Regions from separate parts of the Mus musculus genome. Here region 1 is linked to region 2. The links are chromatin contacts, called in public HiChIP or PLAC-seq maps. All regions are on one chromosome and are shown on one strand. Each heading gives the region's core, a stretch centred on a gene start, on an enhancer-like site or on the middle of the called end of the contact. The rest is flanking DNA. Distances are from core to core; before and after follow the strand shown. Region 1 has its middle 100 kb from the start of Gm22284. Region 2 overlaps Ebf1 (early B cell factor 1).

Region 1 (2,834 bases), core at 98-2,597, 830 kb after region 2:
AGAGAGAGCTTTATTGAGCTGTGGCTGTAGTATAGAGAAACCCTTCCCTTTAGTAGAGAAAGCCACCAGCCCACCTACAACCTGGCAGGGGAGGAGGGGACCACGCACTCTCCTCAAGCTCACTCGCGCACAGTGCCTCCCATCCTCTGAATGCACCAAGAGGCAGGAAGGAAGGGGTTCCCATACTGACATTTCCAAGGTCCCAGAACACGACAGAAGGAGGAGAAAGGGATACAGAGGCAGGAGGCACACCACTCTGATATTCAGGGATGCTCTCTGCATCTCCCACCATGAGAAATCTAAGCTCTTAACAAACACTTCATGAAAGCTAATGCTGGACCAGGAAAACTTAACACTGAGAAACTCAGAGCTTCTTCCAGCAGAGAAAAGGATCTCTTCATCCCCATAGCAGACAGGCCTCCTGTCCTAATGTGGTCAGCCCTCCCCTGTATAGTGAGAAGAAGCCCTGTTCTAGCCACCTGGAGAACCACAGCTTCTCTTGAGACTTTTTGGCTCCAGAAGACAAGTCAGTGCTGGTCTTTTCAGGAATGGAGGCTGGTGTTTCCTAGTTCTTAGTAGTAAATGCCACGTTCTAAATAAAGACAATCCCAGATGAAAATGATTTAAACATCCCAGTAAGATACATCCCTCTTCTGTATACCCTTGATGTATACACATACACACATGTGCATGTGCACACACATACACATTTACACACATACACTTAGATACATGTATGCATATGCATATCTACATAGACACATTCATACTTGCATGCACACACACACACACACACACACACACACACACACACACACACACACTTACCATATATGCACACATGCTCATCCATTCTCACTTAGGAATGAGGTTTCTGGAATGCAGAAAACCTGCTTTCCAGGTTTGCCTAAAGTTTCACCCTCAACTTCCACAGATCGCCCAAACCCCCAGCTGATTTGCTCATATTTCCTCGTTTAAATCAACAGTCTGATTTTATCAACAATGCTCTGCGGAGGTTTATTTCTTCAAACAGACTGTGCTCCTCGTTGCTATAAAGTTAATTTTCTGTTCTTTGTTCACTTCCCTAATCTTCAAATTATATCCTCCTGTTCCCTGATTGCTTACTATTGGAAAAACAGCCCTTTTTTTGCTTCCAGTTTGAATATTTCAAGCCTTATCTTGATGACCCTAATCGCTCTCTCCCCTCGATGGCCTCTCAGGGAGGCAGTAAGTAACTAGCAAGGGTGTGGAACATCACAGGAACAGACAGGGCTCTGGGGCCAGGGCCAGGCTTCTGTGAGGACCACATTCTGCTTTCCCCCTTTCCTGTTTCTTGGAGTGTGGGAAGAGGCTGGCTTTGCTGCAGAGAGGATTAGAAATTCTGGGATCTGCTCCATGCTCTCAGAGAGTCTTAGTGGGAAGACAGAACTGAAGCTTGCAGAATCATGGACAAACGCTTCCGAGGTGGAACGACCTCTGCCTACGCTGCAGAAGAGATTTGATTTGATGATGCTGTTGAGAAACGGCCTAAGGAGGCCAGGCGGAGGAAACTTGACACTTGAGACTCAAAAACTCTGGGAATAGGGAAGGAGCAAAATGGAATCAGTCTTCAAACTTTTGAGATTCTTAAAGAAGAGAGGAGGAGACCCAGCTGTAACAAATGCTCAAGAGAAGTCAATCTGTTTGTGACCACATGGGGGGAAAGGAACTGAAGAAAAAAATAAAGAAATTGGTTTTGTGTGTGAGTTATTTATTTTGGTTTGGGTTGGGATGGGTTGGGAGAGAGGGAAGCTTTGATGTTGTTATTGTTGTTGTTGTTGTTGTTGTTGTTGTTGTTGTTGTTGTTTTAATTCTTTTTTTAAAAAATCCTAACCAAGATTATAGTGAGAGAAGTTTGGTCCCAAGATCAGACACCTAAGTTCTAATAACTTCAAGACTGATACACTACTAATGATGGCAAGACCAATAGATGTTCCCCGCACAAACAAACCATTGTTTCCTGATAGAATTTTCCATGTTTAATAATAATAAAGGCTGTGATTGTGTTTGCCAGACACTGTTCAAATACGTCCCCTGCACCTCTGCATTTAACCTTTAAAGTATTATTGTCCCAGTTTCACAGATGAGAAAGCTGAGACCCAGAGCCTGGTCATTTGGTGAGGGTCACAGGTAGCTAGGATTCCAGTGAGATCTATTTGTGCCCTAAGCTCACATTCAAACAGTTATTTCTGAAATGAATGTGTGGCTCACAACTGACGCATCATTCAGCATCCCGGCCTTGCCCTAGGTTTAATCATCACTGCGACTTCCTGTGAGGTGCTGTATTCCATCTACTCAGAATCTCCCTCCCGGCCTTATCTCTAGAACACAGTTTTCCAAGGTCCTTAGGCCATGCCAGGGCATGGCAACTCTTTGTTTAAAGTGTGTGTGTGTGTGGAGGGGGATCATAAACATTTTAGATGCCGCAGATTATATGTCTCTGTTCCGTATTTTTATTTGGTTTTGGCTTTTTCAATACTTTTAAAGATATACAATGTGTTGGCTTTGTTTCCTGCCCCTGGCCTCAAACCCTCAGAGTCAAGTTTGAAATGCCCGTCTCTCCCTATCTAGCCATCCAATCACCAAGCACTCAGATGCCTTTCATAATACCCTTGATATTTTTCATAGTGATTCGACTCCCCCGTCCTTGCCTCTTTTCTCATAGCCCCCCCCCACACACACACACACATACACACACACACACACACACACTTCCCAAACAGCCCACAGGCCACCATGTAATTCATTATCCTCACAGAACACTTTGTACAAAGCATTCCCTTGCTCAAACATCT
Region 2 (2,700 bases), core at 108-2,607:
TGGAAGCTTAGTGAGGACAGAAGTTATGCCCAGTTTGGTTCACATCCCTGCTCTCTAGATTTGCCTCAGTGTTTAATGAATATTTATAGGGTAAAATCTCTTTGAAAATTGATTTATTATCTATGTATTATTCTCTGGTAGCGTAGAGGTCTGTTTTAAAGTAAAAAAAAAGATTTATTTTTTATTATTTTGAATTACGTGTATGTATGACTATACGTGGGCACCTTTGGCAGCCAGCGGCATCAGGTCCCTCTGGATCTAGACTTCCAGAGGATTGAAGGGAACTCAGGTCTTCTGCAAGAACACTATCCACTCTCTGCTGAGCCATCTTTCCAGCCCTGACTTATTTTTAAGCTTATCAGTTGTTGAGGGTACCCAAGTGCTAGCTGGCTCTGTCACAAGGAAGTGCCACAGGGTGGACTACCTAAACCCCAGAAGTGTACTTCCTCACAGATCTGGGAGGCCAGAGTCAAGGTGTCAGCATGGCTGCCTTCCTCGGAGGACCTCCTTCTTGGTTAACTGACACCATCTTCTTCTTGTGTCTTTGCATTGTCTCTTTCTGCCGTGCTGGTATCTGCTGACCTATTCATATATTATGGACAACAGCCATTCTAGATAAGGGCTCTTCTAATGACCTTGGTTTATTTTAATTACTTCTTTAAACACACTATTGTAAATACATTCACACTTAGGGCTCTAGCAGTTAGAACTTCTATATATGAACTGAAGGGGCACAGGTCATAATTTAGCCTCTGAGTACAGAGAGCTGGAGTTCCTCAGATTGTAGGCCAGGCTGGCCTTGAACTCACAGAGCTCCATATGTTTCTGCCTCCTGAGTGCTGGGATTAAAGGCTTGTGTTACCATATCTGGCTCATTGTAAGCATTTTAAAAGCAGCAGCTAAAAGTGGCCCATCCTCTTCTGGACCAAGCAATGAAGTGCCAGTGGCTTTGAAATGACATAGCAAAAAAGGTGAAACATAGGTTCTGGTAGACCCATGAAGTCCAAATCAAAGAGCAAGATTTTGTGTGTGTGTGTGTGTGTGTGTGTGTGTGTGTGTGTGTGTGTGTGTGTGTGTGTGTGTATTCTGAACTACTGGTATCTTATCTGGTGAGACAGGCTTCTTTACAGGCAAATTTTTTCTTTTTCTTTTCTTTCCCTTTCTTTTCTTTCCTCTTCCTTTCTTTCTTTTTTCTTTTTCTTTTTTTTTTTTTGGGGGGGGGGTGACATTTGGAGTTAATATAAGGAAATACCCTTTGTATTGCTTGGTATTGAAAATGTCAGTAAACAAACCCAGCCTTCCAGAAGGGAGGTGGTGGTGGGGAGTTGGTAACAAAAGACATTGTTTCTGGATGCAGGAGGTAACAGGAGTGTACAGAACAAAGGTTGACTCAAAATAGGCTTTGTAGCAAACTCTTGGGTAACCTCCTTTCCCGTTATGTTCAAGTGGCCCTGCTCAAGATAACTCTCGTTATTTTAATTAGTCCACCACACTTACCAACACAAACACACTCTCAATTTCAGGGCTGACAGAGGGCTAGGAGTGTCCTTAAAGGATCAGAAAACAAGTTGGGCTGTTGAGGACTTCCGGCAGCGAGCTAACAAAAACACAGCAGCAGAGGATGTAACTCCAGGAGGCGTGGGACCCTCACAGCAGTGGGGACCCGCACAGCAGTGGGCATGAAAGCCTGCCTTTCCGTTTTTTTTTTTTTTTCAGAGGTTTAGCCCTCACATCTGGCAGACCTGTGACAATCAGCGTTAGACCATTTTAGAAATCAGATACCCTGGTTACCAGGAAGTTGATTTGCCTTCCACTTCCTTAAGAAAACACACATTAATATTTAAGCTGGGTTTTCATAAAAGAAGCGTTGTGTGCCTGAGATGTGAAATAAAGCCAGGGGGCTGGGAAAGCCCCTCCTCCCGAAGATAAAGCGACCCCCTCCCCATGTAATTCAAATCACCCTTCAGATGGGAAAAGGAGAGGAGTGGGCTCCCCCTCCCCCAAGGGCCTTGTGGAATTTCCTATCTACTGTTGTGTGGCATGTGCTATAATGTGTTAAGAGCTGGATTTTAAGTTAGGAATTCCTTCTTTGGGGAAAGAAGCTGGAGAGTCACAAAGGTTACCTTCGTAAAAGATTCCCTGAAACGGTGTCTTTCACCATTCTGGTTTTTTTGTTTGTTTGTTTGTTTTTGTTTTTGTGGGGTTTTTTGTTTTGTTTTGTTTGTTTTTTTGTTTGTTTGTTTACTTTTTTTCCAGGTAGAGCCATGTGGCGTCTATCCTTTGAGGACCAGGCTCAAGGTGCATCTGGCTAGCAAGGTCTGGTCTTTTGCATTTTCCTGCCCAGCCTTATTTCCACTTCCTATGGAGATGACATGGAGATAGCGCCGGATCAAACAGGTCCCACCATCCTGATAAGGCCACCTTAGATACTCCAGGTGATTTCGGTCTGCCTGTAAAGATTTAACGAAGACGAATACAAGTCTTAAAGAAAAAAAATTTTTTTCCCATAGATTGGTGTAAATGGTTTACTTTAAAAATAAACATTTTAAATCACTTTGATCTCAGCTGCTCGAAAGATACAAACTGGTCATTGCTCTGGGGGGAGTGTTTTCCAGGGTTTTAAACCAAGCATAAGCCATTTCCTCTTTGTACACAAGAAGATGAATAATGTCCCAGAACAGTAGGCACATGAAGAAGAAG

Evidence for each region. HiChIP or PLAC-seq counts read pairs in DNA pulled down with a chosen protein or histone mark.
Region 1: an H3K27ac HiChIP or PLAC-seq map of large pre-B cells shows a contact between it and region 2, with 14 times the contacts expected there. The contact joins two enhancer-like sites. A contact is called at or near these places in 1 of 15 datasets of contacts at CTCF or cohesin (large pre-B cells), 2 of 484 Hi-C or Micro-C datasets (cranial neural crest and pre-B cells), 1 of 115 datasets of contacts at active chromatin or transcription factors (large pre-B cells) and 1 of 9 other capture datasets (embryonic stem cells).

What each region holds. Positions count from the first base shown.
Region 1 is chr11:45,534,379-45,537,212 of GRCm38.p6, forward strand. No RefSeq gene overlaps it. Among named protein-coding and RNA genes, the nearest start is that of Gm22284, 100 kb to the right of the region's middle. Within about 2 kb of position 1,348, at least 16 of the 459 cell types and tissues checked have an H3K27ac peak or open chromatin away from gene starts, as enhancers often do.
Region 2 is chr11:44,706,129-44,708,828 of GRCm38.p6, forward strand. The region is part of intron 6 of Ebf1 (early B cell factor 1); the gene reads left to right. Among named protein-coding and RNA genes, the nearest start is that of Ebf1, 89 kb to the left of the region's middle. Within about 2 kb of position 1,358, at least 54 of the 459 cell types and tissues checked have an H3K27ac peak or open chromatin away from gene starts, as enhancers often do.